Linked DNA regions of Mus musculus: regions 2, 3, 4, 5, 6 and 7 are each linked to region 1. Evidence: chromatin contacts called from public HiChIP or PLAC-seq data. All regions are on one chromosome and are shown on one strand. The core of a region is the stretch at or near the end of the contact, and the rest is flanking DNA. Distances in the headings are between cores, read along the strand shown. Region 1 holds the start of Rpl38 (ribosomal protein L38). Region 2 has its middle 8.3 kb from the start of Gm39468. Region 3 overlaps Sdk2 (sidekick cell adhesion molecule 2). Region 4 overlaps Sdk2 (sidekick cell adhesion molecule 2). Region 5 overlaps Sdk2 (sidekick cell adhesion molecule 2). Region 6 overlaps Sdk2 (sidekick cell adhesion molecule 2). Region 7 holds the start of Sdk2 (sidekick cell adhesion molecule 2).

The links. HiChIP or PLAC-seq counts read pairs in DNA pulled down with a chosen protein or histone mark.
Region 2: an H3K4me3 HiChIP or PLAC-seq map of bone marrow-derived macrophages shows a contact between it and region 1, with 6 times the contacts expected there. The contact joins the enhancer-like site here to the promoter of Rpl38 in region 1. A contact is called at or near these places in 5 of 115 datasets of contacts at active chromatin or transcription factors (bone marrow-derived macrophages, cardiomyocytes, embryonic basal ganglia and 2 more).
Region 3: an H3K4me3 HiChIP or PLAC-seq map of bone marrow-derived macrophages shows a contact between it and region 1, with 6 times the contacts expected there. The contact joins the enhancer-like site here to the promoter of Rpl38 in region 1. A contact is called at or near these places in 1 of 39 promoter capture datasets (embryonic stem cells) and 7 of 115 datasets of contacts at active chromatin or transcription factors (astrocytes, bone marrow-derived macrophages, craniofacial prominence and 4 more).
Region 4: an H3K4me3 HiChIP or PLAC-seq map of embryonic midbrain shows a contact between it and region 1, with 5 times the contacts expected there. The contact joins the enhancer-like site here to the promoter of Rpl38 in region 1. A contact is called at or near these places in 4 of 115 datasets of contacts at active chromatin or transcription factors (embryonic forebrain, embryonic limb bud, embryonic midbrain and 1 more).
Region 5: a contact with region 1 is called in an H3K4me3 HiChIP or PLAC-seq map of embryonic limb bud, with 7 times the contacts expected there. The contact joins the enhancer-like site here to the promoter of Rpl38 in region 1. A contact is called at or near these places in 1 of 39 promoter capture datasets (neural stem cells) and 8 of 115 datasets of contacts at active chromatin or transcription factors (astrocytes, craniofacial prominence, embryonic basal ganglia and 5 more).
Region 6: an H3K4me3 HiChIP or PLAC-seq map of craniofacial prominence shows a contact between it and region 1, with 4 times the contacts expected there. The contact joins the enhancer-like site here to the promoter of Rpl38 in region 1. A contact is called at or near these places in 7 of 115 datasets of contacts at active chromatin or transcription factors (craniofacial prominence, differentiating embryonic stem cells, embryonic basal ganglia and 4 more).
Region 7: a contact with region 1 is called in an H3K4me3 HiChIP or PLAC-seq map of forebrain, with 7 times the contacts expected there. The contact joins the promoter of Sdk2 here to the promoter of Rpl38 in region 1. A contact is called at or near these places in 1 of 39 promoter capture datasets (neural stem cells), 1 of 484 Hi-C or Micro-C datasets (embryonic stem cells), 14 of 115 datasets of contacts at active chromatin or transcription factors (astrocytes, cardiomyocytes, craniofacial prominence and 10 more) and 1 of 9 other capture datasets (pancreatic islet).

The regions. Positions count from the first base shown.
Region 1 is chr11:114,667,093-114,670,220 of GRCm38.p6, forward strand. Rpl38 (ribosomal protein L38) reads left to right here and starts at 1,488. Exons shown (of 4, transcript NM_001362918.1): 1 at 1,488-1,722; 2 at 1,814-1,874. The coding sequence starts at 1,720.
Region 2 is chr11:113,776,359-113,779,486 of GRCm38.p6, forward strand. It overlaps a transcript of Sdk2 not described here. Among named protein-coding and RNA genes, the nearest start is that of Gm39468, 8.3 kb to the right of the region's middle. Within about 2 kb of position 1,658, at least 74 of the 459 cell types and tissues checked have an H3K27ac peak or open chromatin away from gene starts, as enhancers often do. A contact at or near this core is called in bone marrow-derived macrophages, where this site is marked.
Region 3 is chr11:113,815,560-113,818,687 of GRCm38.p6, forward strand. The region is part of intron 36 of Sdk2 (sidekick cell adhesion molecule 2); the gene reads right to left. Among named protein-coding and RNA genes, the nearest start is that of Gm51930, 13 kb to the left of the region's middle. Within about 2 kb of position 1,587, at least 28 of the 459 cell types and tissues checked have an H3K27ac peak or open chromatin away from gene starts, as enhancers often do. A contact at or near this core is called in bone marrow-derived macrophages, where this site is marked.
Region 4 is chr11:113,928,632-113,931,759 of GRCm38.p6, forward strand. The region is part of intron 2 of Sdk2 (sidekick cell adhesion molecule 2); the gene reads right to left. Among named protein-coding and RNA genes, the nearest start is that of Gm51929, 110 kb to the right of the region's middle. Within about 2 kb of position 1,705, at least 6 of the 459 cell types and tissues checked have an H3K27ac peak or open chromatin away from gene starts, as enhancers often do.
Region 5 is chr11:113,989,233-113,992,360 of GRCm38.p6, forward strand. The region is part of intron 1 of Sdk2 (sidekick cell adhesion molecule 2); the gene reads right to left. Among named protein-coding and RNA genes, the nearest start is that of Gm51929, 51 kb to the right of the region's middle. Within about 2 kb of position 1,524, at least 88 of the 459 cell types and tissues checked have an H3K27ac peak or open chromatin away from gene starts, as enhancers often do. A contact at or near this core is called in craniofacial prominence, embryonic basal ganglia, embryonic limb bud and 1 more, where this site is marked.
Region 6 is chr11:114,046,370-114,049,497 of GRCm38.p6, forward strand. All of the region lies in intron 1 of Sdk2 (sidekick cell adhesion molecule 2), which reads right to left. Among named protein-coding and RNA genes, the nearest start is that of Gm51929, 6.5 kb to the left of the region's middle. Within about 2 kb of position 1,567, at least 23 of the 459 cell types and tissues checked have an H3K27ac peak or open chromatin away from gene starts, as enhancers often do. A contact at or near this core is called in craniofacial prominence, where this site is marked.
Region 7 is chr11:114,065,481-114,068,608 of GRCm38.p6, forward strand. It overlaps Sdk2 (sidekick cell adhesion molecule 2), which reads right to left and starts at 1,549. Exons shown (of 45, transcript NM_172800.3): 1 at 323-1,549. The coding sequence starts at 398.

The DNA of each region.
Region 1 (3,128 bases), core at 238-2,737:
CCGTATCACCGGGAGGCAGGAGCTCCGCGAAGGGAGCGGGGAGGAGAGAAAGAGGTGAGTTTGAAAACCTCACGGTTAAGCGCTCATCCTCCGGGGTGGGGGTGGGGGGGAGGGGTGGGGGGGAAGGCTCTCCACAGTAATAAGTACAAGGCAATTACATTCTGTTGTGAGTTATTAAATTGGGGGGGGGGGGAGACAAACATAATAAAATGGAGACATTTGTAGAGCGGTTGAAATAAAATAAAAGTGGTTGAAAATAAAACCACTACCTAAAGTTTCCTGGAGCCTAACCTTCAAGGCATTATCATAAAGACTAACAAAGTGCTAAGGAAGTTAGAGCCGGGCGGGAACCCAGTCGGCAGACGGAAGCAACGCTGCCTTCCCAAAGCTGTCACTTCTTACATGTCTAAAGAAGCAACGTAGCCGGGCGTGGTGGCGCACGCCTTTAATCCCAGCACTCGGGAGGCAGAGGCAGGCGGATTTCTGAGTTCGAGGCCAGCCTGGTCTACAAAGTGAGCTCCAGGACAGCCAGGGCTATACAGAGAAACCCTGTCTCGAAAAACCAAAAAACCCAAAAAAAAAAAAAAAAAAAAAAAAAAAAAAAAAAAGAAGCAACGTGTGGTGAGAGCTGGCCTGAGCTGTCTGGCCAGGGGAGGCTCAATTCTTGACCTGGATAATGGGTCTCAAGATGCAATAAAGGAGCCATTTCTGATTACCCAGGTGGTTGCAGAAGTTCTGCCCTGCACGCAAGTGAGGCACATAGTGGCTCTTTGGACTATCATTTCTGCTGGGCCTGTTATAAGCATGAAGAAGGTAGGTGACCCAACCCCGTCTCAAATAAACAAATACATAAATAGCCAATCACTTCTGGACCTGGAGCTATCGCTCAGTCCTAAGAGCACTGGCTGCTCCCCCAGAACACCGGGGTTCAGATCCCAGCACCTACGAGGCATTTCACAGCTGTTTGTAATTCCAGTTCCCCTGGATCCGATGCCCTCTTCTGGCCTCCATGAGCATTGCATTCATTTAATGCACAGATATACAAGCAAATTAAATATACACGCAATAAAAATAAAATGTAGCCGGGCGTGGTGGCGCACGCCTTTAATCCCAGCACTCGGGAGGCAGAGGCAGGTGGATTTCTGAGTTCGAGGCCAGCCTGGTCTACAAAGTGAGTTCCAGGACAGCCAGGGCTATACAGAGAAACCCTGTCTCGAAAAACAAAAAATAAAATAAAATGTAAAAAAAAAATAATAAGATGAGTGACAGAAAGAGGGGACAATAGGGGAAAGGATAAGAAGGGAGGTGAGGGTGATGCTGGCAGCCTAACGCCATTGCTATAAGAAGCTGCACTACTAATCTGAACCAGAAGAGGGCAGGGCTGCTGAAATTGAAATGATGAACGCATCCTTTCTGGTCCTTTGCAGACACCGTACTCAGTTTCCTCTGTTGGGCGGGGTTAACCGTCCGGAAGCGGAAGCCTCGTTCTTTCCCCGTTCTCTTCGGTTCTCATCGCTGTGAGTGTGCTGGGCAGGTGGGGAAGGGCGTTCAATCCGGGGCGATCCGCAGCCGGGGAGGGCGCAGGGAGCACGGGTGTGCGGGGAGCGAGGGAGGGAGGAGGGAGGGGTGCGGCGGGCGGATCGGGGAAATAGGATCGCGGCCGGTTAACTCGGGATTGTACCCCGCAGGTGCGGACGCCAGAGCCGAGCCCGCGTCGCCATGGTGAGTGCGGGACGAGGGACCGGGGCGGGCTTGGGCGTCCCCCGGACGCGCACGTTCCCCCGGCTCATCTTCTGTCCCTCCTATGTTACAGCCTCGGAAAATTGAGGAGATCAAGGACTTTCTGCTGACAGCCCGGCGGAAGGATGCCAAGTGTAAGTGCGGGCTCCCGGGAGGCTCAGGGCGAGCCCGAGGGACGGGCGGAGGGAGGCATCGGGCGGCTCGGAACAGCAGGTTATGGCGAGCTTGGCGACCCAGCGTGTCACACTGAGGTTGGCATTGCCACGTGTGCACACCCCGATCACAGCGAGCCTTGTAGTTCAGTACCGGGCTTGCCCGCGTGGTGGAGTCCGGAGAATCCCTGGGAGTTAGAAGCTCTCCAGGGCTGCGTAGCGAGACCCTGTCCTTAAAAAAAAAAAAGAAAAAAGTGTCATTTACCAGTAACCTTCAGCTTCCAAATAAGCGAGTGCGAGGTGACGAGACAAAGCAGAGCCAGTGTGCTGGCCCAGGTCTGCCTGCTTAATCTCGGGCCGAGGCAAGAGAACTGAGCATCCAACGCTATCCTTGGCCTACATAGCAAGGCGCTTGCTTCTTCCTGCGCTGGGTTCGCTCCTGCTCGGCATGAGCTGAGATTCAGAGCCAGGCCTGGTGCACAGACTGCAGTCCCCGAATTCCGGAGGCAGGGACAAAGGGATGGGGAAATGCTAGGCTCTCCTTGGTTACATTGTCTCGAAAATAGATTAAAACAAGCAGGTTCAAAGTTGTTTGTCGGCTCCTGCTGCTTTCTGTATTGTTCTTTCATACACGAAGAGGGAATTGTCTGCTACTTAAAGGATGTTTGGGGAGGATGTGCCTAGCGAGAAACCTTGGGTGATGTTATCTTCCCATGGCAGCTAAAAAGAGGTCTGGTCTTCTACTGTGTGAGATAGCCCTATGGGCCTTCCTTTTCCTCCCCAGATCGGACTTATAAACATCAGATAATGAGCGGAAGTAGACCTAGGTGGGCAGGAAGAGCCTTTGCAAGGTCCTTAGGTGTACTCTGTCACGTCAGACAGGCTGTTGCCTCTGATGTGGTTGTCTGTGGGCCGGCGGCCACCGGCCTGGCGAATGTCTCCTGCTGGTGGGCACAGTGGGGTTTGCTGGTGTTTTCCATCCGGCCTGTAACATTTGGCACTGCCTTCTCAAGTCTCAGCTCGGCCACGGGCCACAGTTCTTTTCTCCTGTTTAACTTTAAGAGTGTGGAATCAGAGGTCATGCCTCCAGATTGCTGAGGTCAACCTAGCAGGCCTGTCAGTTCCTTAATTAGTTAAGAAAATGAATCAAGCGTATGGGTTAGGAGAAATGCCTTTGGACCCAATTTCTGGTGGGTTTGGTTTTGTTTTGTTTAGAAATAGGCTATATGGATCTGG
Region 2 (3,128 bases), core at 408-2,907, 890 kb before region 1:
AAGAATGACTGCCGCTTCAGAACTCCAAAAAAAAAGTTTATTTATAAAATACTGACAGTTTGACAGGACATAGGACTTCTGGCGGTATATATTTCAAATCAATTTCTTTCTTACCTTTCATTTAAAAAATAAACTTGCTAACAAGCTATATGACATATAGATATATTTATTTTTCTTACAGATAGACACCTGCCATAATGAATACTCTCCCTATAATTTTTCATTATAGCTTTTAAATCAAAAAAATAAAGATTTGTACCGAGTTTTGTTTTGGGAGTCTATATGGGTGGAGGAAGGAACACACTTAAATGCTTTGGATTTGTCTTTTTATGGAAACAGAAAGGTGGGGGTTGTCCCAAGGGGGTGGGGCACCTGTGCTCGAGGTGTTGGTTAGGGTGGGTGTCCCTGTATGGGACCACAGAGGCACTCAGGAGCTGGTGGTGGCTGTCTGTGGGTCCCCTCTTTCCCCCAGTGATGGTCCAGCTGGCTGGCTGCACGAATATGGTGGCACCTTCACTGTGTGCCTCTCGAGAAGGCGAGGGGAACCCCTGCCTGGGGCAGTCTAATGTGAGGTTCTGGCACCTTTAGAAATGCTGTCCAGGGCGGTCATGGACAGCAATGACAGAAGGCCTCTAAAAGCAAGGGCTGGCAAGGCAGCCTAGCTGTGTCCTTGTTCCCTCTGATTCACGGGCAGTGTCAGGTTTGTGGTGGAGAGGGGAAAGGAGAGGCAACAGCGCGGGGGTTGTAAACTCCCTGTTGCTCTCCGGAGGAAGATGCTCCTGGAACCCAGAGCAGCTATTTGGTTAGTCTTGGCAATCTGGGAGCAGAGCCTGCAAGAATGCAGGAGGCAGGCGCTGCCAGGAGAGGAGAGAGCCGTCCCAGCGTGCTAAGTGTGGGCTCCTGAATACAGGGCAGATTTCCTCAGGGCACAGAGAGGCAACAGCAAGAGGGCTAGGCGTGTCCTTCTGTGACCTTGTTCCCCATAGTCACAAGACAACAGCCCTGGCCTCACAGGCTCAGGAAAATGAAAGCTTCCCCTTACCCAGGGTCGGTGCCCGCCTGCCATACCCTTAGAATATGGTGGGGTGTCTAGGTGGAGTTCTTGGGATGCTCCAGTGCCCAGCAGAAATGTAAACATAGGCCAAAAGATCTCATTGAACAACCTAGAGTTCCGCAGCTGGACACCTACTGGGTGTCCAGCTGTGGCTGTGGCTGTGTAGCTAATAATTCCCCCCCACACCCCTGGCAGGCAGTGCCTAAACAGAGGCTCTCACCCTAGGCTCATCTCCGAGTTGTAGCTTGTAATGTGCTCAGCTGCTTGGGTAATAGGTCTCACCAAATACCCCAAGTGCAAGTGACCCAGGCTGTCCGTGCCTCCTGAGGATGAGAGACAGCCAAGGGGCCGTCAGAGGGCATTGCCAAGAGCCCCTATGTTAGCACACATAGATGTATGCTCTGTGCATATCTTTATATGCTTATATGCAAGCCCAAGTGGGTCTGTGCCCAAGGATGCCAGCACGGGTTCCAATGAACACATGGAGGACCTCAGTGCACAAGGTGATTTGTTAAAGGCAAAGGAAAATTGGCCTCCTGTGCAACACCACACACACACACACACACACACACACACACACACAAATGATTTTTTTAAAAACACATTCCCACTTCCTCTTTAAAGCTCCCTCACTGGGCTGGGCTGGGCTGGGCTGGGCTGGGCTGGGCTGGGCTGGGCTGGGCTGATAATTCCCTAATGTAAACTCACAACATCCTTAAATGGTTAAAGCCTCCGAAGACAGAGGAAAAAAGAAAAAAAAAAAGATGGGAGTTGTTTTAAAAAGACACAAGGGACAGACGGACAGTGAGCGTGGCAGTGTGAACTCAGGCAGCCCCTGCCTCTGCGGATGTGCGGCTTTGGCGATGTCAGATGCTGCGGGGGCTGGGGTCCAGCTGACTGACAAAGGTCAAGGTAGCCCTGGGAAACCTGTGTCCCTGGAGGGGCAAGGTCTCTGCCAATTTGTAGTCCTTTGGGGACAAGGCTGTGCTTCCTGGCTTAAGAGCCTTCGCATCTGCCTAAGAGAAGTCACTGTGAAAAGCAAACTGTTCACTCCCAGCAGATGGGTCACCTGCCTGCTGAGCTGGCTTCCCACATCTCTCTTACAATATCCCAGGGGTCAGGTGTGTAGGGAGGAGAGACCACATTAATACTCAAGTATGTTTTTTTTTTTTTTCTGAGACAGGATTTCTCTGTATAGCTCTGGCTGTCCTGGAACTCACTTTGTAGACTAGGCTGGCCTCAAACTCAGAAATCCACCTGCCTCTGCCTCCCAATTGCTGGGATTAAAGGTGTGCGCCACCATGCCCGGCTCAAGTATGTTCTTAACTCGGGCTTTGACCCTGGCTTCTCTGCACAGTGAGAATTAGCAGGGACTAGAGACTGCTGAGAATGGCTTCAGGTTCTCCACTAGGGCCTCTCAACAAGGCCAACAGTAACTGCTCTGCCGACTCCCAGCAACTCTGACCCTTTATTGAATTGGACATGCCCCAGTGAAGCCTATGAAGGAGGCAGCCAAGCATTTCCAGCAGTAGGGCGAGCTTTAGGCTGATTACTGTCCCCAAGGGCCTAAGTCAACCCAGGACATCAGAAAACCACCTCCCCAAATCCTGGAGTTGGAAGGCCTGGAAGGCCAAAGCTGATGAGAAGCTCAGGTCCCCCATGGTTATTTACAGAACTTTCCTGGGAGGAACAGCTTTCCTTCCATCAGCTATTCTTGTCCCTTGATGCTATCTGACCCGCCTCTCCTGGCTGGGCTGACCACGCATCTCAATTGCTGTGTGCAGTTTGGACAAGGCTTCCCAGCTGGCCCTTCTTTGGTCCTTCCCAGCCCTGCCTTCACTGAACCCCGCCTGGGAGCTGTTAGGGGGAGTTGAAGTGACCTTTTGTGGGGAAGTGGACCGTGAAAGGTAGCGTGGTCCTCGGTTGAACTAAGGCTAGAAGCCCCAGAGACCGGCTGCCCCACTCCTCAGACTGCACTTCTTCTCCCCCTCCCCGCTAGGGGTGTCCCGGGACTTCCCTGCATCCCAGCACCCGCCCTGCGATGATGGCGTGGGATGAGTGCAGTCTCCCTGCG
Region 3 (3,128 bases), core at 337-2,836, 850 kb before region 1:
CAGCATCTCTCCAGTCCCTCCCAAATCTGGCGACCACCTTCTTCTTCCCGATTTTGTGACTTGGACTAGTCTTCTTTTTCAAAAAGAATTAATTAATTAATTAATTAATTAATTAATTATTTATTTATATTAATGGGATCCATTGGGTGGGTCCCATTACAGATGGTTGGGAGCCACCATGTGGTTGCTGGGAATTGAGCTCAGGACCTATGGAAGAGCAGTCAGCGCTCTTAAACCCTGAGCCATCTCTCCAGCCCGACTTGGACTATTCTATCCTATTATTACTATCCTAGGGACTTTGATGAGTCAGGTCATGTGTGAGTGAGGTCATGCAGACCAGTCAGTCTTCCTGGTGGCTTCCTGGTGGTTGGCTCATTTCACATAACACAATGTCTTCTGGGTTCATATAGCTTTGAGACAAGAAAACAAACAGACCGTCCCCAAGAGCAGACAAATAAATGGGTAGCAGGAACCTGGGAAGTCAGGAGGCACTACCAAACATGAATTGGGTGGAGATTCGAGTCCATGCCACCATGACCAGCCACGCACCAGGACACACACCTGTAATCCCAGCATTTGGGTAATGGAAGCAAGAGGACTAGAGGTTAAATGTCATTCTTAGTGACACAGTGAATTCAAGACTAGTCTGGGTTATATGAAACCCTGACTCAAAATATGGCATCTACAGCAGTGGCTGTTATTAAAGTATCAAAAGATAACCAGCCCTGGGCCTGGAGAGATGGCTTAGCTGATAAGAGCACTGACTGCTCTTCCACTCCTGAGTTCAAATCCCAGCAAGCACATGGTGGCTCACAATCCTCTGTAATGGGATCCGATGCCCTCTTCTGGAGTGTCTCAAGAAAGCTACAGTATACTCATATACATAAAATAAATAAAAAAAATAAATAATTCTTGAAAAATAAAAAAGAAGAAGAAGATAGCCAGCCCTCTGGTGAGAAGCTAGAAGCCTCCTGTGCCATCATTGGAAATGTAAAATGGCATAGTTACTGTGGGAAACAGTCTGGAGTTCTTCAAAGAAAATTAAAAATAGAATTACCATATGATCCAGCAATCTCATTTCTGGGAATGTATCCAAAAGTATTAAAATCAGGATCTTGAAGAAGATATTTACACTCCCATGTTACGCCGTAGTAAGAGCCACAAAAGCCAAGATGTAGAAAATCCAGGCACTCTATTGCACACCTGTCACCCCGCACTTGGAGGCTGCCGGTCACAAGTTCAAGGTCACCCTTGGGGACATAGCTAGTTTAAAACCATGCTGAGCTAATGTAAGACCCTGTCTCAAAAAACAAACAAAGAAACAAACAACCCCTTCTCATTATGTCAGTGGGTGAAATGATGAACAGCCAGCATTTGTGCATTTACAATGGATTTCAAATTCTGCTTTCAAAGCAGGGAAGTCTTGCCACTTAGAGGCACGTGGACCTGCGTCCTCCTCCTGTGAATTCCACAGCCTTTAGACTGCTATGAACACCTGAAGCTATGGGAGGGCTACGTAAGAGGTCACCACAGCACATGCATCTAGGGAACTACAACAGGGCAATGACTCACGGTCACGCTGGCCCAATGTTTCCCTCCCATAGCTGTGATCCCTGCAGGAGGAATCCGCCCGCCCGCCCGCCTGCCTGGGACCGTGAGGGACTTCACTGCTATCATGGCAATGCCAGTTTGTTGTTGTTGGGGGAGGGAGGCAACTCTGGAATGGAACCCGTGGCCTTGTGCATGATAAACAGCTGTTCTCTGGTTTAGTCACTTTCTCAGCCCTTGTTTGTTTTAGTTACTGACACAGTCTCATGCAGCCTGGAACTAGCTATGTGGTTGAGGAGGACTTTGAGCTCTTGATCCCCCTGCCTCCACCTTCAGAAAACTGGTATTATGGGTGTGTTTTGCCACAATCAAGTTATAGCCCTTGTTTTTATTATATTTAAAATTTTTAGTTATGTGTACACACATGCATGCGTGTGTGTGTGTGTGTGTGTGTGTGTGTGTGTGTGAGTGTCCCTGTCCGTGTGCCACTGTGCACATGAGTGCAGGGTCAGAAGAAGGTGTCAGAGTTCAGGGAGCTGAAGTCCCAGCCAGCTGTGGGTGTTGAGAAACGAAGCAAGTGATCTTAACTAGGGAGCCATCTCTCCAGCTTCACCCTTGTTATTTTTGGGCAAGAATTTTGATAAGTAGACAAAATTAGCTATGAGCCTACAATGCTCCTGCCTCAACCCTGCTTTCCATTCCAGCTCGAATGATGGGTATATGCTGCCATGCCTGGGCCAGTGGCTCTTCATCCATCTATCTGCCTATCCACTCACTCACCTATCCATCCATCCATCCACCCACCCACCCATCCTCCATCCATCCAACCATCCATCAATCCATCCATCATCCACCCATCCATTCATTTTTGAGACTTTGTAGCTTGGCTAGCCTTGAACTCATAACTCTCAGCTCCTCTTTCCCTCAGTACTTTGGTGGCTCTCTTTTATTCATTCATTCATTCATTCATTCATTCATTCATCCATCCATCCACCCGTTCACTCATCCACTTTGAAGACGATGTAGCACTAGCTGACCTTGAATTTATAATTCTCCTGTCTCACCCCTACTTTCTTTCTGTACTTGGATTACAGGCATACATCATAATATATGACCAAATAGTTTACTTTTAAATTTATTAATTAAAATTTGAAACCCTGTATTCCTGGCTGGCCCAGAACTCACCATGTAGACCAGGGTGGCCTCAAACTCACAGAGATCTGCCTACCTCTGCTTCCTGAGTGCTGGGATTAATGATGTGTGTCACCAAGGCTCTGTTGGCTCTCTTTAAGGCCACACTGACTATATTTTTGTCTGTAGAGGACTAGATGACCAAAGTTTTAGGTTTTGTAGGTCTCTGTTGCAACTATAGAAGTCTGTTCATCACTTTTTTTTTTTTTTTTTTGAGACAGGGTTTCTCTGTATAGCCCTGGCTGTCCTTGTTCATCACTTTCTTATACAAATGTTGCCATGGCAATTTGTAAACATATAGGCATGGCTATATCCCAAGAAAAGAATACTTATGCAAAGACAGTGGGCTAAATCTGGCCTGTTGGCTATAGTTGGCCAATCCTGTTAAA
Region 4 (3,128 bases), core at 455-2,954, 740 kb before region 1:
CCCTCACTCATTCATCTGCCTTGCCAGGAAGAAAGGAGGCCGTTTGTCCTCCTTATGGTCCTGATGCTGGCTCGAGGCTCATTCAGCCAGGTAAACCCTGGCCTGCAGGCAGCCTGTGGGTAGAGCTCATGCACGTGAGACATGACGCAAGGTGCTTGCCTGGGATGGCTGTGCCCTGACCCCCTGAATGGACTCTCTCAGGCCAGAATCTAGAACCTGCCCCATTACCTCTGTCCCCTCTGCCCTGCCCCTCCAGGCCATGTTGTACCCAAACATTCTCTCTGGACTCTCCAAAGTCACCCTTGCAGGTGACTTCAGAAGCAACTTCTGGATGAAGCAGACCAGAACCGTGTTAATTAGGCCCAAGGGGACCTGCTGGGAGCCACCATCTGGAAAAGGTGCTTGTGAAGCCACTGGACACTGGCCAAGCCTGAGCAAAGGCTCGGAGATCAGAGACTGCAAGCCTGGTATTTTTCTGCAGTTTTCCCAGGACATAGACCCCATCTTGTTCTAAATCTAGGCTGGCTTTATGGTGCCCCCCCTCACCCCACATGTGATGGCACAGGTCTCAATGGACTTGCAGTGTCTATATGCCTCTCAAACGAGGACCCCGAGTTTTCCATCTGACTCAGAGTCCTCCATGTCAGAAAGGAGAGGCCACATGAGGAGAGAAGGCTAGCCTTGGACTCACTCAGGAGTTTGCCTAAGTGGACTATCAGTAAATAGGGTCAGGGGCCAGTCCAGTAGGTACTCATAGAGAAATGATAGTTTGTCTAAGCCACCAAGGTTTTTTTTTGGGGGGGGGTTTGGATACAGCAGTATGTCCCTGTCTGGAGACAATGCTCAGAGTCAAGTCAAGCATGTCCCCACAGGCAGGGTCCCATTCTCTAGGAGTCTAAGGTGAAGGAGAGAGACCGTGGTGGCCGCAGGCCTTGGATTGGCTATGGTTGGTCCTTAGGCCTGTGCCCAGGCTCTTTCAGGGAATGGTCTGTCCTGGTTCCTATATTTGTGTCTGAGAAAGGACCTCTCTCCCTGAAGTCCTCCTAGGCTCACAAGGACCTCTCTCCCCAGCCTTCTGGGGCTCCCTAGTGCCTGAGAACCACCCCCATGCTTGTTCATTCTGAGCCCGCATTCCCTCCCTTCTCTCAGCCTCTGCAGTCCCCACTAAAATCCCTCCTGTATCTCTCATCCCTCTTCCATGTCTACCCTCTGGGGTCTCTGCTGCCCCAAAGACTTGGGAAACCCTAAGGAAGAGATTGGAGTTGAATTTAGAGCCTCAAGGCAGACCTTGAAGAAGGCCTTGGTGGTGGTGGGGCAACCTTCAAGGAAAGAACATCAGAGAAATTCCAGGAAGGGTCAGGAGGGAGGAGGAGGGGTCAGGCAAGAAGGACAGCCCCAGGAAGCGTGGTCATGGTCAACTCTTTAGGCATTTGTCCTGGTCACCTGTCTGCACAGTCCTAGAACACAGTGAGATATTTGATTAGTTTCTGTGTCCTGGCTGAGAGCCAAGGGTAGGGGGCACAGGAAGACTTAAGAAGGGTGGGGCGGGGGTGGGGGAGCCCCTCAGGACAGCTGTGCTCTCTAGCCCAGTTGTGCAGAAAGGATCAATGATCATCTCATTTGCACGCCTTGAAAGGTCCCAGAACAGAAGCATATGGGCCTTGGCCGGCTGGCAGAGCCCACCTCTCCCGGCCTCCCCGTGGACCTTGTGTGCACGCCCTACGCCCATCCATGTGTGATAGTTACCAGGGATTCGGGTCAGATTCGAGCACGTCAATTTCGGGTGATGGATGATCAAATCCTTCTTAATTTGCATGCTAAATTTCTTTGTGGTGGAAATAAATAGCCTCAGTTCATCAGAGACAAGCTTTCTCCAGCCTCGCTTCCCTGCTTCCCTCGGGCAGCAGCCAGTCCTTCATTTGCATGTTCTGCACTTCCTACACTAGGAAGTCTAGAGGTACAGCCGCTGGTCCCCAGGCTACAGGGACCGGCCATGGGAAATCCATCAGTTGTTGGGGAAGAGGGCAAAAATGAGAGAGAAGACACTTGGGTGGGCATGTGAATTATTCCAGATGATTCCATGGTCCCTGTCCTGATCCAATTTGGGTTTGAACTGTGACTCTGGACAAACTTTGCTTGTCTGGGACTTAGTCATCTCTTCTCTCACCTCTTCCCCTCCTCACCCCCTCCTCTTTTCCCTCCTGGTTCTCCTTCTTCTCCACCTCTTCTTTCCTTCCTCTCTTCCCTCCTCCTTCTATCCCCCCTCTGCTCTATCCTCTTTCCCCTTTCTTCTTTCTATTCTACTCATCTTTCTGCTTGTTTGTTTTGGACAGAGGTAGCCTGAAAATGGGTCTTACTATGTAGCCCAGAATGGCCTGAAAATGCCGCCAGTCCTCCCGTCCCGGCTTCCCATTTGCACACACTCCAAGTCTCTGCATCAATAAATGTGTCCTGGCTGTGAGAACAGAGTGAGAACAGGAATGACCGTACCTGGGACTGTGGGGAGAGAGGCGGAGACACAGAAGGACACACCATGCCTGAAGACCACTGTTCCCCTCTGCCCGCCCCAGCCACAGAGGGAGTCTAGGACTTCATGGATATGCCCTGCCTGACCTGCCATTCTTAGGTCTGTGATCCCAGATTTGTACCTGTGAATACATGGAGATGTGGAGATACTGACAAAATGTAACAGGTATCCATGGGGAGTCGGGGCAGAGTGGAACCTCTGATCCAGGGCCTTATCTTCATTACAGTGGGGCCCTACCCATGACACCCTGGACACTACCATGCCCCCAGGTGCCCAGCCCAACTATGGAATGCTACCAAATCAAGCCAGCTCCTGACATCCTTTTATTTATCTGGCAGGCTGCTGCTCAGACCTCTGGCCCAAGGGGATTTGAGTAGAACGGGTAGACGCTTAGGATGACCTGGGTTCCAATTCCAACTCTGACAACATCAGTTCTCACCCTACCTCTAGGAAGTTACTTCTGCCCAGAGCCACGATGGGCCAGCCGTGAGACCAACAGCTTGGCCTGGATGCCAGACAAGGCCCTCTGTGTCTGTGTCCGTGCCTATGTCTGTGTCTGGGATGCTCTCAAGGCTTCTGCTGCCCCCCCTCCCCACCCTCA
Region 5 (3,128 bases), core at 274-2,773, 680 kb before region 1:
GCTTCCTGTCCAGGAGATGCCACACCCTTCGGCCTACTGGGGAAACCACTTTATCCTTGTAAGCCGAGGAATTGTCCTGGGGTGGATGGATTGACATCTGGCAATAATCAGAGAGACAGTATGGAAATCACACCACATCTTTACCTTGGTGATGGACCATTCTGAAAGGAAGCTAGTGGGATGAGGGAGGCTGTGAGATCAGAACCTCTCACATCCTCAGCTGATTGTCTAAGCCAGGGTGGGTATCTGACCAGAGTCCAGGGAGGAAAACAGGATCTAACTGTTGTATTAAGACTGAAGTTTACTCCAGGGAACCATCTATGGGTGATGGGAGGGCTGCTAAGCCAAATGGGGGTAACATAGTAACCAAGAGGTTGACAATTTAGAAAACCTGAATCTCTTCAAGGTGCTGGGGTCTGGGAGGAAGCAGGGTGAGTCTACAGCCCACCAAGAGATGATGTCATGAGCCAGACATAGCCATCAGGAGTGCCAGTATAGACATAAAAGATGGGGGAAAACCCAGCATCTGTTTTCCTCCGCTTCCCATATCTGGCCAGGGCCTCCTGTTACTAAACCCAGCTTGCAGCCAGGTAACTTCAGAGCCCGAGGAACTGAGAAGAGAGTTCCTTGCAATTCAGGCTGACTGTAGCAAAGCTGAGGAAAATGGATCCAAGAAAGAATAGCCTAGGTGGGTACAGGGGAGCAAGATGACATGCCCGGCTCTGGCTCACGCTGCCTTCCTTACTGCCTGGTACCCAGGCCTCATCCGACATCGCTGGACAACGACATCTGGCTCCTAATCAGCTCCTGGTGTCTTAGAGATAAATGTCAGGATGCTCCCAGCCCAGTTCCATCCATCAAGCTCCCAGTGGCACCTCGCACGGCCAGAGACCTTGCCCACCAGAAGCTCAATCTCCCAGACAAAGAACAGAGCCAGAAAAAATAGAACACATCAAGGGCAGTCATAGTGGGGCTAAGTCAGCCTAGGAGTCTTGAGGCTCCTGCCAAAGCCTAGCGGTGAGGCTTTGGGCCAGGAGGGAGGGGTGGGGAAGGGGGCTCGCCTGCTATTTGTGTGTAGAGAGTGCAGTAGGGACTGGAAAAGAAGCCTAGATCTTTTCTAGGGCATTTTCCTGCCCATTTTCCTCTTTGGTCCATGCTATACCAAGCAGGCTGCAATGCAGCCCTCCTTCCCTTCCTTCCCCCAACTTAATTGAAAAAGGCTAGGCTGCCAGTTAAGGATAAAGTGGTAGAAAGGGCAGGGGCATGCCTGCTCCTCAATAGGATTACAAACACCAAGGTGACATACCCTTCTACGATGGCCCCGCCCCTAAGGAAGGAGGAGCCTTAGCAGGCTGATCCCACCCACTTCACCAGGCTGCCTTCCGAACCTAGATTCCAAGAGGCAGTGAGACCCAGGCATCCTGGGCACCTTACTCCAGGCTTCCCCTCAGCATGAAGATTCCGTTAAACTGAGAAGAGGCAGGGAAGAGAGTGGAGGGGGCGGGAGCTGCATTAAGAGAGCTGTGATTGGATGCCAGGCTGATAGATGGGTGAGGAGACCAACCAAAACTGTTGGACATCTGGAATGACAGGCAAGCTCCAGTCAGAAGCAGATGTCGCTGTAGTCCCCCTGCTAGCCTCTCCCCCCGGCCAGCTTTATCCCCCCCCCCCTTTCTGGGGGCACAGTTCTAAATCTCTTTGACATAAAATATCGTTGGAGATCCGAAGCACAGAGAGATTAAAAAACAATAAAGAGAAAGCAAAACTCTTGACTATAATTACCAGCCTCTAGCCAGCAGCAGCAAAAACGCACTAAAATTTTAATAGGAACCACTGCATTTAATTTAACGACACATTTTTTCAATTACCAGAATAATTGTTTTATTCATAAAATGAGTTTCAATAAAGAGGGTAATTTTCCTTTGTTTTTATTATTCATTTGTGCAACATATTTGAGATAGAATTCCCGCATGTTAAGGCAGCTTGGTGAGGACTGGTGACATCTGTGTCATAAGCAGCGGCAGGGTTGGGGTGATGGAGGTGGACATCCTCAAGCTTTGGGGAATGGGGGCTGGCGGGAGTCACAGCTGGAGGGTGTGTCTGCACCTGGCCACTGAGAGTCGTGGAGTGAACCCAGACTCACTTTGTCTCTCCTGGTGATCCTCTGACTCCCTTTGCTGTGTTCATGGATGTGACACAGGAGCCTAGCAATGCAGGGTCATCTGCACCGCCGGAGCAATCCAGGAGCTCCCAACCTCTCAGACTGGCATCCTATGGATCTGAGCCAAAACCAGAGCTAAGCATCATTTGGGAGGAGGGAAGAAAGCCGGGCAGAGACACCGTGCAATAGATCCAGCCTGTTGCTGGAGGAATAAGGGTTCATGGCACATAGGTCCCTTGGTCCTCAGTCTTTAGCCTCTCTATATTAAGTCAGATCATTACAAGGAGCCACATGCACTGGGTGTCCATTGCCTGCTACCTGGACTCACTTCTTAGCATCCACACCGCCATGCCCATGTTTACATTTCTTATCTCCTTCTTTCTATGTACTGGGCATCCAAACTAGAGCTTTGCACACACTAGGCAAGTGCCCTGCCATTCATTGGGCCACACCTATGTCAGTGACAGGAAGAAACAGACACACGTCTTAAGTGGTCTGTGCCAGATCACAATAGTAGGCTGTGGGGGGAGCAAGATTTGAACTTGGCCCAGCTGATTGCAGAGCCTGCAGCTGATGTTAACGTGGTGCCAGCCGCCGTGGCGTGGTGGTGTGGGCTGTGTCTCTGGCAGAGCTTCTTTGGAACTGACCCCCCCCCCCTGCCCCCGGCATGTCTAGCTCTGGTTTCATTTACTCTGCACTTTAATTCTTTGCCTGGCAAGCCTCTCCGTTTCGAGTGCTTCATCCCAGTCTCCTGGCTGGCACTCAGAGATAGGGACAGTCACTGGCAGAGGAGCTGTTGAGGAGGAGCACTATCTGGGCTGAGTCTGTGCTACACTGCGTCCCTATCCTTTGGGTCCAGGGAAGGTGTCACAGCTTCACAGTGCTTCTCTGAATGGATAGACTGCAGGATGGGGGAGAAGCGAGCTCATGGCTCTCTCCTCTAGGCACGGAAGCAGTGTTGAACTTG
Region 6 (3,128 bases), core at 317-2,816, 620 kb before region 1:
ACTGGCCACAGGGACAAGCTCTGGGTTTGACTGAGAGATCCTGCCTCAAAGAATAAAGTGGAAAGAGCAGTGGGAGAAGATTCCCAACATTGTCAACCTCAGGCTAACACACACACACACACACACACACACACACACACACACACACGTGAGCACACACACATATACAGACATGCATGTATGCACACATGCACTTTCACACAGAAAAGTATCCCCCACGTATGAATACACATGCATGCATCAAAGTTTCCTACACATTAAAAAAAAAAAAAAAAGGATGAATAGAAATATCTTCAGAGAGGCTGTACAAATGGCCACCTAACAATCATGTTAAAAGTGGGAATATCATTGCTCACTGGGAAAATCAAACCATCAACCCATGCTTGTGACCTGGAAGCAGAACCATTTGAGGAGGAGGGGAAGCATCAGGAAAAGGGCAGAGGCACAAAGGGCCGCAGTGGGGAAGGATGGTAGATTGATCTTCAAGTCCTTAAACTAATATTAAAAAATCAAACCCACTATGGGGCACCACTGCATACCCACCAGGAGAGTTACAGTCGAATGGAAAACGGTTAAGAGTTAGCATGAAGATATAAAACTTCACACATTGCTGGTGAGGATGTAAAATTGTTCAGCAACTGGGGTCCACAGTTAAAGCATGCACTGCTCTTTCAGAGGAGCCGAGTTCAGTTCCCAGCATCCACACCAGGTGGTTCATACCACTTGGAACTCCAACTCCAGGTGCTCTGACTCCCTCTTCTGGCTTCCATGGGTACTGCAGTCACACGGTACATACACATAGATAGATACACAAGCACACATATAATCTTATGGATAAGATAAAGTGCCTGTAAATTATTCAGTGACTGCGGAAACAAAAGCTTGCTGGTTTTTCCAAAACAAAAATCAGATAAAGAGCCATCACAGGATTCAGAAATTACATTCCTGTATATGTGTGTGTGTGTGTATATATATATATACATATATAAATGTATATATGTATATATATACTGAATATTCAAATATATTCATTCATTCATAGCATCACTTCTGAGAAGAACAAAGAGTCTTGAAAAGCTTCAAAATATCTATCAGATTTAGTGAAAGACACAAATAAAATGATCCAAGGGTAGGGTGGGTGAGATAGCTTAGAGGGGCACAGCAGTTAACACATATGCCTGATGACCTGAGTTTGATCTCTGGAACCTATATAAAGGTGGAAGGACAGAACAGATTCCCCAAAAATTGTCTTCTGATCTTCACATACATGCTATGACATGCACACATACGTGCGCACACACATATATACACATACACACACACATATCCTACACATACACAAACAATACAGAAAATAAATTAAATATAAACATTGTACAGATGTGGTATAGCTAGCGAACTGCAGACAGGACAAATGCAAAGCAATCCGGATCTAGATACATCACCGTCAAACTTCTGAGAACCAGTGATTAAGATTTGCAAAGGGGACGAGGGATTGTATGTCCTTCAGCCGCCTAGCCTGCACGTCCCAGCAACAGAACAAAGAGGAGGGGTGCGGCAGCACAGACAGGGGGACCTAGCCATGTGGTCCTTTGATTCTGCATCCCTCACCTCACCCCTTCATCCTACGCTGTGCAGGGAATGCTGTGCCCCACATTCCCAAACTTCAGAAGCCTTTCCCAGCCTCGTTCCAGCTCAGCCACGGGCTGAAGTACTTTTCTCCCTGTTGAGCAGAGGGGTCAACCAAAGGGGAAAAAGTCCTTTTATCTCTGGGTTGACAGAAAGTCAGCAAACACGCTGGACCCGCCCCTGTGCCCCACTGCGTCTGTGTGTCTGTGTAGGCAGATCCCCCAGCAACGCAGCCACAGCCTCCCTGACCTGCAGGCTGACCCTCGGGGTTACACAGCCTGGAATTGTTTTCATGTGTGGGACAAGTTTCCTGAGCTCAGGGCTGGGGGGCAAGTCCTCCATCTTCCCCCTCCTTGCCTTTGCTTTCCTTTCCTCTCAGCCTGTTAGTGTTTTAGTGGGAGGGAGGCAGAGAGTATTACAGCCCAGGCAGAGTGAGTGGCTTGCTCTGCCTCCTACCTCCTACCCTTGATGGGATCACTCGAACCCCCTCCCATGTCTGGACCCTAGAAGAACCATATGAAAACTTTTGGCTCTAGGAAGGTCCAAGAGTTTTGCTCCGTACCCCATGCCTGCATGGGTAGAGCTTGGCAGGTCTGTGTTCTAGCTTTGGAGAGCTGGAGCTCTAAAGTCCTGGGCTTAGGATTCAAGCGCCTTGGCTCCCTGGCCCCGTCCTTGTAGGGACCCTGCATCCCTACTGTATCCATCCTGCTTTTACTGATGGTCCTGTCTTCAGGTCTCAGCTCCTATGGTGACCTCCAAGCCTCATATACCAGCCTGCATCTCTAGGTGCTAACAACAATGGATCTTCCTGTCTCCAGTTCAAATGTCCCATCTTCCTGTTCTCTCCATGGGGTACCATCTCTTCTTCCCATTTGGATAGTGTTTCCCATCTTAGTTATACTTACTTAACACATATTTATGTCATACCACCTGTGTGCCTGCAACACTCCTAGGAACTTTTGTAAAATAATTCAGTCCTTATGGCTGCCTCATGGACTGAGTACCCCAGTCCATGTAGTCCATGTGAGTACCCCAGGGTACAGGTGAGGAAATGCCAAAGGCCATTGACAGAGTCTTGCTTTGGGGTTCTTATGCTACCTATGAGCTCAGTGGCTCTCAACTGCTTTGAAACTGAAGCCTTATCAGCAGGCTGGTAGGGGGAGGGCTGCTGCCCAGGCTCTGAGAGCATGAGAAGAGGAAGGTGATGGAGGGTAACCGGGGAAGTTAAGATGGTACCCTAACCAGCCGCCTACTCTTTCTTCCCTGCTCTGCAGGGGTGGAGATGGGCAGGCACACTCAGGTCTGACTGCCTCAGGGCCAGCTCTCCTGAAACCCCCAGACCTTGTTTCCCTCGGTAGCTTCCCCTCTGCCTGTGGCTCCAGGCTGGCTGTTTAATGGATTTCCCCAACACTGTAGTGAACTGCCCTTAAATAAATGATGGCTCCTACAGAGCTCTCTGTGCAGGCCCCTGGAGAATTTTGGGGTTTGCTTATTTAAGA
Region 7 (3,128 bases), core at 299-2,798, 600 kb before region 1:
TTCGGACGTCAAGCAGGACCAGGAGCTTAGGGAGTTCAATGGAGCCAAGACACAGAATGACGCGCCCCTCCTACCCCGACCAGAGAGTATCCACAAAGGTCCACCTCCCCGTAACCTCACCTTTCCGGTCCAGAAAGGTCAGAAGTATCAGACACTGCCCCACCCCAAACAGAGCTCCAAAAGTCGAAGAAGCGGGGAGCATTGAGACGTACAAGAGATGGTCCAGCTTGGGCCAAACGCGGTGTCTTAGGGGGGTTACCTCTCTTCTGCCCACCCAAACCCCTTCTCCAGTTCCACGTGGAGAAAGTCACCCATACCGTACCTTGGGCCCCGGCCGAGTGGATCCGATGCAGGGCCAGTAGAGTCCAGAGCGGCAGCCTCCACATGCTGCTGAACATGCTGACCGAGGGGTCCTCTAAAGTGCCCCCTCTTTGCGAGTTGCTTTATAATCCTTTGGAGTCCCGGGAGACTGTGTGGTCAAGTCCTGGACGCTATGCCCGTAGGGGCCGCACCGGCGACCCCAAATGCTTTCCCCTCTTTCTGCGCTGGCTATTCCGTAAAGCGAGGGGGAGAGCAGAAAGAGGCCAAGCCTCCTCTCAAATTCGGGGTGCCTGTATCCCTTAGCACCCCGACTCAGACTACGTCTCATAGGCAGGGCGACCCCTGCGATCCGGCCTGGTCGCTGGATGAGCTCCCGAATCAGAGGACAACTTCAGGAAACTTCCTCCTGGTGGCCACGTTGCCCGCCTCCCGCCCCTCCCCGCCCCCTGGTTGGGTTCTCCCGGGCCGACGTAGTCACCGCGGTTCCAGGCGCCGGGCCCCTGGGACTTGATGTAAGCGGAGCACAGTAGCAGGCGCGGGCGCCGGGTGTCTTTTAGAAGGGGCGCAGGGCTCGGGGGGCGCGGTTAGCATAACGGTCCGAATCTCCCCGGAGCCGAAGTTTTCTTCTCTTCTAACTTTGCAGAAGGCATCTAAGCGGGGCCGAGCCACCCTTCTCAGCTCCACGGTCCTCGTGCCCAATTCAGTGATTTCGGGGGTACCTCCCCTGGGGCTTCGGTGCGGGGCTCGCCCTAGGCTCTGAGCACCTCCGGCTAGCAAACTTTGCGGGTCCCACGGCCCGGCGCGCAGCCCCGTGCGCCCATGTCTGCGCCAGCTGCGGGCAGGGATGGATGCCCGGTTCGGGTACCCGGCTGGGCGGCCCAGGTTCCAGCCAGCGCCTGGGCACCGCGCCTCTTGCGGGCGATCCTGAGGAGGAGACCGGCGGGTCCTGCTCTCCGCCGCACCCGGGATGGAGCTCGGCGCGAGCCGCACCGGGAAAGCCCTGCCGGCAGCTTTGGGATCCGGGGTTTCGGCGCCGCCTCGGCCCCCCGGCGTTTTCGCCCGGCGCGGGGACCCGAGTCTCCACGGCTGCTCCCGCGCCTCGGCCGCGCCTGCTGCTCGCCCACCTCGGCAGCAGCTGCCTCGCAGAGCCTGGAGCTCTGGGCTGCCCGGGCTCAGCGTCCTCAGAGCTGCTCTGCTGCCGAGCCTGAGAGTCTGCCTGCGCCGAGCTGGAGCTGCGGGGGCAGCGGGAGCCGGAGACGAGCGCGGCGGAGGCGGAGACGCGGAGAGGGGGGCCGAGCGCTACCCCGTGGCCGCGACTGGAGCGCAGCCTGCGCGCAGGGAGGGGGCGGCGGCGGCCCCGAGCCAGGCCCGGGAGCGAGCCCCGCAGAAACCCAATCCGTGTGCGCGGCCGCGGACGCCTGGCGTCTCCGGGACCCACCGGAGGGCAGTAGCGCGGGCTGCAAGCGAGCCGCTCTCTCTGGCCCGGTCTTCTAGCTTCAGCCCACCCTCACTCCTCCCTAGAAGGCCTTATCCCAGTCTCCCATAGGATGAAGCCCCCAGTACCCCTCTGGATTCGACCAGGCAGAACAGTTTGGGAAGGGTGTGTGTGTGTGTTGGGGGGGGGGGGGGTGTCAACCGGTTGATTCCAGTTTTTCCTTCCCAGGTCAGACTCTTTAAAAGTCTGGAAACGCTCAGGGCGGAGAGCAAGATAAAGGGGAAGCCTGGGACTTGCAGAAGGCTGAGAAAGTGAAGTTGGTGCCAAACTCGTGCGTTCTTTGTTTCTTCTTCTTCTTCTGAGCTCCCCCTTTAAAGGCACATTAGCAGCAGAGACACAAAGGAGAGAGCCAGAGGGGTCCTCCCTCGTGGCCCAGGGAAGGGAGCAGAATGTACCTTCTAGTGTGGGAAGGCCAGGAGCTGGAAGACCCCTTTAACAGTTGTACTTACAGGCAACAGACGCCTCTACCTCCGTGGGCTCTTTTCTCTATTAAAAATATTAAAAGTAATATTTTGCGGCTGTGTTGGCGTAAAAACAAATATATTACTACATATTAAAACATTTTCTTTCATTTAAAAGTTCATTTAATTTTTCCCCTGATTTTAAAAGAAATTAAAACAGTTCCGTGGGTTTCCTAAAAGACGGTGTAGTCCCTGGCACTGAGCCTGCTGGGAAAAAAAATCAGTCTTGCAAGGTTGGTATTTCGGCTGGAAAAGGAAGGGTTGAGGCCCGTCACCTTTGCCAGCTTTTCTCTTCATGCCTCCAGGGCCCAGGTCTTCGGAGACACACCCCTGTGGTCTTCCAGTTCTGGTCATTGCCCTTCAGGCATCTCACTGACTTCGAGAGCTCTGCCTCATCTTCTCCAGTCCCCAAGCCTCTTCTCATCGCTATGGACGCAGGCACTGAACACCTCTCATCGCTCTACTGTTCTCTCCTCACCTGCCTTGGAAGAACAGCTTTGAGCATTTAGTGGAAATAGACGAAAAACCTAGCCTGCCTGTCTTCAGCTTTACATTCGTCCACTTCAAACCCTGCTTTTGTCTTTCTCCCTGGCAGTCTGAACCTAGTCCGGGCCTAGGGCTTGTTATCCGACTGAGTTTTTGACTGAGGAGTGGCTTTGGGGATAAGCAGCCTAGATCTCTCCCCCTTAGGTGGCCACGCCCCTCCCATCTCTGAGAAACCCAGATTCTGCCTCTCTACCCCCAAGCCCCAGACTCTGAACTACACGCTTGAGAGCTCAGGCCCTGCCCATCCCATCAGAAACAGCTGTTCTTTAGGGTGTTGTTACAGGGCTTGCTCACAGAGGGGGCCT